Linked DNA regions of Mus musculus: region 1 is linked to region 2. Evidence: chromatin contacts called from public capture Hi-C data. All regions are on one chromosome and are shown on one strand. Each heading gives the region's core, a stretch centred on a gene start, on an enhancer-like site or on the middle of the called end of the contact. The rest is flanking DNA. Distances are from core to core; before and after follow the strand shown. Region 1 holds the start of 1700025N23Rik (RIKEN cDNA 1700025N23 gene). Region 2 holds the start of Luc7l2 (LUC7-like 2 (S. cerevisiae)).

The links. Capture Hi-C pulls out chosen DNA fragments and counts their contacts.
Region 1: a contact with region 2 is called in a capture Hi-C map of macrophages, with 2.7 times the contacts expected there. The contact joins the promoter of 1700025N23Rik here to the promoter of Luc7l2 in region 2. A contact is called at or near these places in 4 of 9 other capture datasets (adipose tissue, liver, macrophages and 1 more).

Annotation. Positions count from the first base shown.
Region 1 is chr6:39,063,779-39,069,678 of GRCm38.p6, forward strand. 1700025N23Rik (RIKEN cDNA 1700025N23 gene) reads right to left here and starts at 3,808. Exons shown (of 4, transcript NR_040523.1): 1 at 3,728-3,808; 2 at 2,014-2,088; 3 at 1,111-1,171; 4 at 101-785. The region is part of intron 9 of Tbxas1 (thromboxane A synthase 1, platelet); the gene reads left to right.
Region 2 is chr6:38,547,032-38,552,861 of GRCm38.p6, forward strand. Luc7l2 (LUC7-like 2 (S. cerevisiae)) reads left to right here and starts at 4,303. Exons shown (of 10, transcript NM_138680.3): 1 at 4,303-4,877. The coding sequence starts at 4,817.

The DNA of each region.
Region 1 (5,900 bases), core at 2,558-5,057, 520 kb after region 2:
GACAGGGACACCCAAGCCAGGCAGGGAGACCCCAGGAATGGCAGTGTCTTAGTCAGAGTTTCTATTGCTGTGATGAAACACCACGACCAAGAAGCAAGCTGGGGAGGAAAGGGTTTATTCAGATTACACTTCCACATTGCTGTTCATCGCCAAAGGAAGTCAGGACAGGAACTCAAACAGGGCAGGAACCTAGAGGCAGGAGCTGAAACAGAGACCATGGAGGGGTGTTGCTTCCTTGCTTGCTTCCCCTGGCTTGCTTAGCCAGCCTTCTTATAGAACCCAGGACCACCAGCTCAGGGACAGCACCACCTACCTTGAGCTGAGCCCTCCCTCCTTGATCACTAATTGAGAAAATGCCTTACAGCTGGATCTCATGGAGGCATTTCCTCAACTGAGGCTTCTTCCTCTCTGGTGACTCTAACTTGTATCAAGTGGACACACAAACCAGCCAGTACAAACAGGGAGAAGCCAGACCATGTGCCTCAAGGTGGGGTTTGCTCCTCAGTTTGTGGTCAAGGGACAGGGCTGAGGTCATCACATTTCCCACAGATCCGTTTCATGCAATGGTCTGTGCTCCCTGGAGAGTCCCGGTGCCTGGGAACTTTTCTTCCTATGTCTGTATTTCCCCCTACGCTTAAAAGATTTCTAATTCCCTGCTTCTAGAGAGAAAGGAGACATCACTAGACTCTGTTTGTACAACACAGGAGTAGCCATGGGGGGAGGAGGGGTATCAATATCACGTGATGCTGCTGGAGCATAACAATCAGAGCCAGCCATTTTCATTTCTGTTGACAAAACAAGAAAATGTTAATGTTTCCATTCGGTCCCTGAATCTACAGGAGAAAAGTCTTTGTAAATCAATGTTCTTATTTTCATTTACACTGCAGGTCACATCTGTGCACACAGCTAGTCCATGGCTATGTGTCAATCTATGAGTAAGTGTCTGTGTCTAGCTTTCAAAGAACACGATAACACTTAATACATTCATACACACACAAAAAAACGTAAATGTAACGGGGGATGGGTAAAAAGTCTAAAGGCTGCCAGGAAAGGGAAAAATTGTTCTCCACTTAAAAGATGTGCCAATGACCTGGGTGTGGTGACACATACCTGTAATCCCAGCACTTGGAAAACTGAGGCAGGAAGATCACAAGTTCACAGCCACCTAGGGCTACAAGGCAAAAAAGACCCTATGTCAAAAAAGGAAGCAAAACAAAACAAAAATTAAACAGCATTTAATAAGTTCAATGTAGGTTGCTGGAGACATGGCTCAGAGGTTAATGACACCTGCAAAGGACCTCTTGCAGAGCACCCTGGCATCCATGTGCTAGAACGCAACCATCCATAACTCCAGTTCCAGGGACTCTGTTGCCCTCACAAAGACATACAGACAGGCAAAACACCAATGGACATAAGGTAAGAATAAATTAATTTTTAAAAAGAGGCTCAAAACAAAAGAAACAAAGCTAGAATTTACCATCCAGTGAAGACCAAACATAAATGACAATCTCTCTGAAAATCAAGGGATCATCATGTGCGAGTGTGAACGTGGGGGAGGCCCCATGCACTTTTCAGATTTCCATTTTCCTGATATTTAATTTTCTCCTTTCTAGGAGCACAGAAATTCATTTTATAAAGCAAATCCCCGTTGATATGACTTTAATAAGCCTTGGGAATCCCTTTCTTACTAACACTCCCTACAGAAGACAGATCCCCCTTCTCAAAAGGAGTCCTGCCAGTGGGTGTACCCACCACAAACACCAACCAGTTTGTCACAGTGTCTGGAAGCTGACACTTCCATCATGCATTTGCCCTTCCTTTGAGTCAGGCCGGGGCATCTGAGGGGACCTACTGATGGCGCCCCGGGCAGCGGGGCCAAGGCCGGAGCTGTAGTACGATCCATTCATAACTGTGTCCTTCACTTGTGGAACATGGTGGCTCCCCAAGGACTGGCCAGGGAGAGGGACAGATGGGGCTTTTTCACAGGTGAGAGGTGGGTTTCAGGTTCCTTACTTCTAAGTCTGGAGGCTGCAGAATCCAGAGTGACTTCATAATATCTTTCTGAAACGTAGATGTTTGACATGTTGCCTGGCTGGAAGTAAGCGAATACTCCTACTCAGCTCTCATAGTTATCCTGGTCCCCCCATCTCACTGTCCCCTTAATCTGCTACCCTCTGTCCCCACTTCCTGGACATCCTCATGAATATTTAGCAACTGTTAGAAACTGGGACAACAGCCTGGGGTGGGCCAGTCATAACTCAGTGTAGTCCCCTCTGTCTCTTCCTACTATGTGGACAGGACAGGACAGGACAGGTGTGCGTGTGTGTGTGTGTGTGTGTGTGTGAGAGAGAGAGAGAGAGAGAGAGAGAGAGAGAGAGAGAGAGATCAGCATTCTTATTCATGTTTGTACACATGGAGGTCAGAGGTCAACATGAGGTAGCTGTCATTCTCTACCCACGATCCCCCCTTCTCCCCGAGACAGGGTTTGCCATCAGATCTAGATCATGCCATGTCAGCTAGACTGGCTTGTCAGTGTTTTCTGGAATCCTCCATCTCTGTCCCCATTCCTAGGGTACAGAGAAGGCTGCCATGCCTAGTTTTTATATGGGTGTTAGGGATCTGAACTTGGGTCTTTGAGCTTGTTCCGCAAGCACTTACACACTGAGCCATCTCGCCAGCTCCAGCAGATGCTATTTCTATTTTAAGCATGTTGAGTGAGCCTCCAGCCTTTTCTTCCAAGGACACTTGGGGAGGGGGAGGGGGAGGGGGCGTATTTTATCTCTTTGAAACAGGATTTCTCACTGAACCTGGAGCTTGCTAATTTGGTTAGACCAGCGGCCATCAAGACCCAGGTTTGCTCCTGTCTCTTGTTCACTGGTGTAGGGATGACAGAAGTGGTCCTCAACCTGTGGGTTGTGACCTCTTTGGGGATCCCAGGGGTCGCCTAAGACCATCTACATATCCGATATTTACATTACAATTCATAACATGTCATCACTACACTAAAAACAAAATGAGCCATGATTCTTTCAAAACAGCCAATTGCCCTGATGGAGCCGTAGTATTTGTCTCATCCTCTTTTGACGTATCATCCACACACTTTTCTTTATGACGGCCAGCGTGGGCGTGCCTCCCTCTGGGTCCCCAGGGATGTGTGTCCCTCTCTTCTCCCATCTCACCCACGTCCACTTGCTCACACCATGGCTGAACTGGGGAGCCGAGGAGAGCGATGAGCCAGTGTGCTTTCGTGCACCTCTTGTGCCTGGCTCAGGGCTCACAGCCTGGGTAAAGGAATGAATGGTTCCCCAAGCTGAATGAGAAGCTCTGTTCCCCACAAGCCTCTCCTCTACAACACCAGTGACGTCCCGTTGCCATGATCTGTTAGAAGTGTGGCTCCCCTTGTCACTCTGGATCTCTGGCACCACGCCCAGCAGCTGTCTAAGGTGTTCACGGTGAGAGCCCTGGTAGAAGGTGCTCAGAACACACTCCCAGCAAGACTCTGGGCTCACAGGTTTCCTCCCTGGCCTTCATTTTTCCTCCCCTGTATCATGAAGAAGTCAGATACAATGATTTCTATGGTCCCTTTCAGGAACTGGGGCGTCCCCATTTACCATCCGTTTGCTGCCCTCTGCTGGCAGCTCAGCTCAGGCCCTTTGTGTCCCGGAGATCCTGGACTTTTGTTGCCTGGCCTGGATCTAACTCAAATGAAGGGTGTGTTTCTTTTTACCTTGTGTGCTTACTTTTCCTATCCTGGGGTCACTCGAGGTTACAGGAAGGCTCTTGAGGGGCCCCATCACAGGTCACCAACAACCCCCCCCCCAGAGTGGGCCTGAGTGCCTACAAAGTCAGAACACTGGCCCATTGTGATGCTCACGGGTCACCTGAGTCAAAGTTTAGGGGCAGTGAAAGCCAGTGCAGAGAAAGAATAAATGAAGGTGTTGACTTTATAATGAAGGCATCAGTTAACCCAACCAGTGAGCTCCTCCTTTTAACAAATCCAGACAGGTTATAATCACATGAGCTTAGTTGGGAGCCAGCACCATTTATTTACCCATCAGAGAAACAGCTCCTACATCTAATTTATATATATATATATATATATATATATATATATATATATGCATAATACATACATATATACACACATACACACAATTCATGTTTTGTGTGTGTATGTGTGAGAGATGTGTGTGTGTGTGTGTGTGTGTGTGTGTGTAGAGGGAAAGGGAGAGAGAGAGTTCTATATTGTGGTATAGTCACCATGTCCCTTCCTCCCTACCTCTCTTTCTTCTTTTCTCTCACATTCTAGCATTTGTTAGGACTCCTGTGGTTGCAGATAGCAGGGTTCAAAGTGTCACTGACTTGGTCCACGAGTGGGAACCTGCCTGGAGCAGACAGGACCAAGAATTCTATGAGGCACCAGGAAATGATCTCTGCCCTTGGCCTCTGCCTCTCACTTTACATCTACTTTGTTTCTTTCTTGAACCAACTGGTATTTTGTGCTCACTAACCCACAAAGCAGAAGGCGGCCACCAACAGCTCATGATATACCCACTCTCAACTCCAGGCTCCTTTTTCTCTGTCCCAACCCAGTTTTCTACACTGGTCCCCTTGGACTAACTAGTCACGTCTTCCAGAGCTGACTACACAATTTGTAAGGCCTAAAGTGAAATGCAAACATGGGGCTCTTTACTGGAAAGGCAGGAGGACTGCTGAGCATTCGGGTGGAGCACGGCTCACTTTCCTCCAAGGTCTCTCGTTTGCCATGGTGCTGTTTCATTTCTACTCAGTCATCCTTAGTAAAGAAAAAAAATCACCTACATTTTCAATTATTTCCTTGAATTTTTCCACCCATCTTTATATCATACAAAGCCAGTTTCCAAAGTTGCGTGCAGAGCCACAGAAGTAGTGCAATTCATGTTTTGTGAAGTCAACAGCCAGAGGACACAAACAAACCAAACTGCTGAAGATGGAAAGCAAAAGAGGAAGTATCCCCAGAACCCCCAAACTTCTTCAGACCTGGGCTGAGAAAGCGCAGACCTTCACGGGTGCCCTGAACCCCAGTCCCAAGCCTGACTGCAGGTGGGGTCTGGGAAAGTCAGTCCAGCTGTCTCCCCTTCCCACAGTCCCCACAGCAGAGCACTACTTCCAGGAGTCTTGGATCTGTGCACCCTCTGGCCAGTCCCACCACATACCCATGTTCTTCCAGCTGGAAGCTAAGATGACCACATGGTCACCCCAAGATGCTGCAATATAAGTGAGCCCCATTCACATTTTCTCATATCTGTGTCAAGGGTCAGGACAGAGAAAGCAACTGAGAACTCCTCTAGGGAGGTAACAGGGGGAGGGGCAGGGAGCAGCCATCCAAGCCCCAGAAGAAGTACCCAAGCTCTTTCCCACTTCACCCCAGAACGCACATCTAACAGTGAGGTTATGAGGAGTCTCAGGACAACAATCACAGAGCACCAGTCACACACACGGGGCCTAGGATGGAGATGGAAATGTGATAAGAACCCCCAAATGGAGGTGGGCAAGCGTTGGGAAAGCCAGGCAATGGCTGACATTTTATACCACAAAGTGCAAACATCTCCCTTGCCTTCCAAACTCATGAGCATTCATAGACAGGGGGTTCAACCACCTATGTGTGCTGCAACCTGGCATGACGATCCATCACTAACAGCTGTGTTGTATTGAGTGGCTGAACCATCGTAGATCAGCTCAAGTATTTCTTATAGGCTTCAAGACTCCAGGTGTCCTGGCACAGCCTCCTCTCCTGCCACTAGCATTTCTGCATTTTATAGCAGTTTCCCAGGTAACACTGTAGCTGCCTCAGGACTAGCATCAGGGACTAGCAGTGCCCCACCTGGCGGAATGGCCTTGTGGTCCTCTGGTTCTGAGCC
Region 2 (5,830 bases), core at 3,053-5,552:
GAGTACACTGTAGCTGCCTTCAGACACTCCAGAAGAGGGAGTCAGATCTTGTTACGGATGGTTGTGAGCCATCATGTGATTGCTGGGATTTGAACTCATGACCTTCAGAAGAACAGTCGGTGCTCTTAACCACTGAGCCATCTCACCAGCCCCTACCAGTTTTTAATAACCCACATGAAGGTTAAAATGCCTTAAGTATCTTAAAATTCAACTTTCCTCCTACAAGGAAAAGAATTTTAACATTTAATATTTCTAGTTCTAATCCCATTGAAGCTCATTGATTGAACTAGTTTAGCATTTCAGGTAAATAAATAATTTTTAAATTTTGTAGAGTGAATAGTTCATAGAAGAAATTCTATTTATACTGATATTTTCCATATTATAAATTTACACTCACCAAGAAATAAGTGTAGAAATATATACAACCAAAAGTATAATTTCACCTGAGGAAAAAATTAAACAGAACACTTCACAAATTTGCACGTCCTCTTTGTGCAGAGCCCTACTTGGCTTAATTCTTTTAGCTTTGGTTTGGCTCTATGTATTCCTTCCACAGACTTCAAATATCAATGCCTATTTATTTTCATTAGAACTCAGGGAGGGTATTTCTACTGAGCAGTGGTGGGGCAAACTTCAATCCCAGCACTCGAGAAAGGCAGAGGCAAGTGGCTCTCCAAGTTCTAGGCCAGATGGGTCTACAGAGGGAGTTTCAGGAAAGCCAGGGCCACACAGAGAAATCCTATCTCAAAACAAAACAATTGGAAAAAAGAGTAAGTCTTAAATATAGTAGTGTCTTATGACCTTATAACTCTTGGTTAAAGGGCAAAAGCAACTGTAGATAGTATGAGAATGAGTGATCCTGGCAATATTCCAGTGAGATTTGATTAAAAACAGACAGTGCTGCTGAGCTGTAATCTCAGCACTTGAGAAGAGGCAAGATGACCAATTCAAGGTTATCTTCAGCTACATAGCAACTTTAAGGCCAGCCTGAATTATGTGACACATTGTTTTACAAAAGCCCAAAACATGGTATTGAATGCCTTTAATCCTAGTACCCGGGAGGCAAAGGCAGGTAAATCTATATGAGTTTGAGGTGAGGGAAGCCTGGTCTATATAGTGAGTTCCAGTCCAGCCAGGATTACATACTGAGATCCTATTTCAAACTAACCAGCCAATCAACAAAGCCAAAAGAGTAACACTGTCCACCCCAAACTAATCAAAACAGTAGTGTGGATTCAGTTTTTGGGCTGCATTTTCCTGAACCCTATTCAAAGAAAATCTCAAACAAAAATGTTTCAAATGGGAGGTAGAGGTATCAAAATAAAAAGGAAAGTGAATATATGAACCCTGATTCTATGAAACTTGCTTTGAAATAGAACATCAGGAGTTGGATGCAGCTCAGTGATAGAAGGCATGTTTAGTATGCTCAAATCCCTGGATTTGGGGTAGGAAAATGGCTCAACAGGTAAAAACCCTTGCCACCACGGCCAAGCCTGACAACCTTAAATTTGTTCCTGGGATTAACATGGTAGTAGAGAATCAGCTCTGAAAGTTGTGCTACACTCCCACTGTTGCACAAAAATAAATGTTTCTGTTTTCCAGTTGGACTAAACCCTACAAATCAAAAGGCCTGGTCACAACACAAAGGGAGGGAATTTCTGCTCTAAAGCATTGAATTATTATTTTGCTGTTAACTTTCTTGGTGTTGAGAGTTTGAATTACAAATAAAAACATTTGGTAAGAAGCAGATGCTTAGCCGGGTGTGGTGGCGCACGCCTTTAATCCCAGCACTCGGAAGACAGAGGCAGGCAGATCTCTGAGTTCGAGGCCAGCCTGGTCTACAGAGTGGGCTCCAGGACAGCCAGGGCTACACAGAGAAACCCTGTCTCGAACCCCCCACCCCCAAAAAAGCAGCAGATGCTTATCTTCTACAGTTATGTGACGGGGAAAGAAAGCAATGCAATTTTTGAACTATATTCAAGTTAATTAGGCTAATGTGTTTTGTAAGGTTTGTTTTGTTTCCCTTCTCTTCCTTCTGAGTATTGGGGATTGGAACCAGGACCTTACCAGCACTAAAGAAGTGATCTACCACTAACCTATATCCTTTTCCTTTTGTTTCCATTCTGAAACAATCTCTGAGTTTCAGGCCAGCTTGGTCTACAGTCAGTTCCAATCCAGTCACAGTTACACGGTGAGAACCTGTCTCAAACAAACAAAATCCACAAACACTTCAACCTAATTACTCAGCATTTTTGTGTACTTTTCTAAGAATGTGTTTCTCATGATAATACTGCATACAGGGTAATAGCGAATCTCTTTAGAACATAGTTTGCAGTTTTCTATTTATATCAATTTCCTTTTTTAAAAAAACATTTTTATGTATTTGATTGTTTTATCTCAATGTATGTGTATATATGTGCTTGGTGTCTTAAAGAAAATATCAATTCTGACATTGGAGTTCGAGGGTTGTGAGCAGTCGAAAGGGTGATGGGATCCAAAGACTTTTAACTTCTAAGACTCTCCAGCTCCCATTGTACAACAATTTTCAAAGGATCTCTGCAAGTAGTTGTTTGGAATTGTTTAGAATTTAGTTTTTGAACCAGACATTGTGGCACATGCCTAAATCTAGAGTAGCTGAGGTAGGATGACAAGTTTCCGGGCAGTTAGAGCTACACAGTTTAAGGAATAAATCATTTGGTCCTTTGTTAGTGTGAGCTGCAATTAGCTAAAGCTGGTTATGGAATCACGGATAAATAGGAGACACTAGGCCCTATGATCCCTACTTGGCAGCTGGCTGCTTGTTTAGGCCCTTGCTATTGATCCTAGGGTTGAAATGTAGCAGGCAGTCGTCTATACAGCTGGGCTCACAAATGGAAGAGGAGCAGGTGCCCACCTTGGGCTTCAAGCACTTCACTGGGTAATATTTGTGTCTTGAACCAGAAGGCTGAGGAATTTGGAGAGAGGGTAATGTTAAAAATTGGGAAGAAGCTGGGTGTGGTGGCGCACGCCTTTAATCCCAGCACTTGGGAGGCAGAGGCAGGTGGATTTCTGAGTTCGAGGCCAGCCTGGTCTACAGAGTGAGTTCCAGGCTACACAGAGAAACCCTGTCTCGAAAAAACCAAAAGTTGGGAAGAAAAAGTGGAGAGAGACGACATGTAATTAAAAAAACAAACAAAAACCCAAACAACAACTAAACAGTTTTATGCTAAGTTGGCAGCTCAGTTTGTCTTTTGTGTCAGGGTGATGCCTAACTTCTGCAGAGGTGAAAAATGTCTCCATTCCTAACCTATGCTGAGTCTCCGGTATTCTCACTTTTTAAGGCTATTTTTCTCATAACATTGACACCCTGTCTCAAAAACAGTACTCTGAATAATTGTGTTTTTTTTTTTTTTTGGCAAGTTGCTGACTAGATAACGTAATTTGCATCGGCTCAGTGCCTAGTTAAACCTTGGAATTGTGATGATTCTTTCATATGATTTTAATATGAAGCTGGCGCTAGTTTGAAGTTTTAGTTCCTCAATGCATGGGCAATTATAATGAAACGGCAAAAAATATCCATAATTTCCCAGTTATTATCTAAAGTTGCGACGTTTCAGCTTAAAAGACTCGCCAGTTTTTTTTTCCTTTTCGAAAACCGGTAAGCAGCCGTGGCCTAAGTATTTCCCGTTGGCTCACTCTGGCCTCAGCCCCACCAGCCTTGAGATTAAGAAATCAACTACGGTTGGAAGGTCGCAGTCAGCAGGGCGTGGGAGTGCAGGGCGACAGTCAGCCAAGAACCCCACGGAAACGCTGCTCTGCATTATGGCCTGTCCCAAGCTCTCACTTTGCCCAGCTCCGAATTCAGACTAGCAGCTTCCAGCTGTCCTAAACGTAGCAGAAGGGGTCGGGAGGCCTGATTTCCACTGTGTTGATTTCGCGGTTTGTTTGCTTTTTCTTTTTCCTGAACCTGACATGTCCCGAACTCGGGCACTGATGAGGGGCAGTGGCCTGAGGATAAGGTTAGGTGTCCTCCGCTCGGGCTCGGGGCTCCCACGGGCTTGCGATTCCGCCAGCATCCGTCGGGAAAGCACTAACCCTGAGAACTTCTGTCGCACTACTTACTGCGACTCGCTCTAAGCTCGGCACTGGCTAATTTGCGGCTGGACGCCAGGGCGGCAAACAGCAAAGGCCTAAGTGACCTGCTGCTTAGACGCCCGGGGCCGAAGAGGCTTCGGAGTAGGCTAAAAAAAAAAAAAAAAAAAAAAAAAAAAAGAGCATCATTCTCGCGAGACTCAGCCTCCGAGAGGGGCGGGGTGAGCAGACGTGAACGCGCTCGGGAGCCGTTAGGGTGGGACCCTTCGTAGGAGGGGCAGGGCGGAGCGCAGCGACGTGGATGGCGATTGGCCGAACCCCCACGGGAAACGACTAGGCGCGAGCTGCGTGCGCGCTCCCGTCGCGGCGGCTGCGAGCCGCGTCAGAGCTCGCTTGCTGGGGGGGGGGGTTGACGGCTTCTGGCGGGTGTTGGTGTCGGGAGGAGGCGAGAGTCGGCTTAGCCTGTGTCGCGTCTGTCTCAGGAACCGGACGGAGAGTGAGGGCACCAGGGCTCACTCTCTAGGGGGGCTGCCATTTTCCGCGTTCACGCCGTCGTGAGGAGCGCAGCCCGGACTCTCCACGACCCCTCCGACTCCCTACTCGCGGGCCTCGAGGCCGCGGCGGCCACCGAGACAGCGCCGCACCTCCCCCACCCCTTCCCCTCGTCCCCCGCCCGCCAGGGCCCGGCCGGTGCCCCACCCCCGCCTGCCTGCCCGCCCGACCGCCCGCCCGCTACGCCGCCGCCATGTCGGCGCAGGCCCAGATGCGCGCTATGCTGGACCAGTTAATGGGCACCTCTCGGGACGGTAAGTCGCTGCCAGAGCCCTGGGGGTGGGGGAGGGGCCGTGCCTGGGGAGGGGGAGGCCTCCGAGGGAGCACTTGGGCGCGCGCGTGCGGCCGAGTAAGGGGTTCCCAGATTGGTAGCGCGAGGTCCCCCCCGTCTCTCTTCCAGTCCAATCAGGGCTTGGCAGGCGGTCTTGGGGGCGGTGACCGTGCGGATTGGCGGGAACTGCTGCCAATGCGGCGAGGCGGGGCCTGGGAGCAGAAAGGGGAGTTTGTGCCTTTTGCTGTTGACTTGGCGGGGTTGGGAGAGCCCAAGTCTGTCTTGGAGTAGTGGGGCGGTCAGTTTGACTATTGATCAGGGACCGGCGGGGCGCTCAGGTCTCCACCCCCAGCTCCAGCTCCTTTCCTCTGGGCTTTCGGATCACCCCTCGCCGCCGTCCTCTAGAGTGTGGAGAGAAACATCCCCTCCCTCCCTGGTCTTAACGAAACCACTACTAACCCCCAGTTCCAGGGACGCTTCGTCGAGCCCTTACAGAATCAACTTTTTTTTTTCGTGTGTGTGGAAAATCTGACCCAAACCATGGTTTCTTAAAGTGGGTGTGTTTGGCCCCATTTTGTAGAAGTGTTTAGGCCTATTTTTTTTTCCCACCGAGAGACCTCCATTTTGTTAGACCACGTATTAGAGACTTCAGTAAATATTGGCAAATTTTACCTGTGCTGAAAACAGAATCATTTTGGATATTTGATGCCCACTGAATTAGAATTGAAGGAAAGGGCTTTTAAAAATACAGTTAGATTAGAATCCTTAGAAAGAGTTATTTACGTGTTTGTTTCTAAAAATGATGAAATGTTGCTTTTGGGGGATAATTAACAATGTACTTTCAAATTAAAGTTCAGCACTTTCTTAAAAAAAAAAAAAAACAAGTCCAAATCCTGACTTGTAAAAACTCGTTTAGGCAAGTTTTTTAGCGATTTA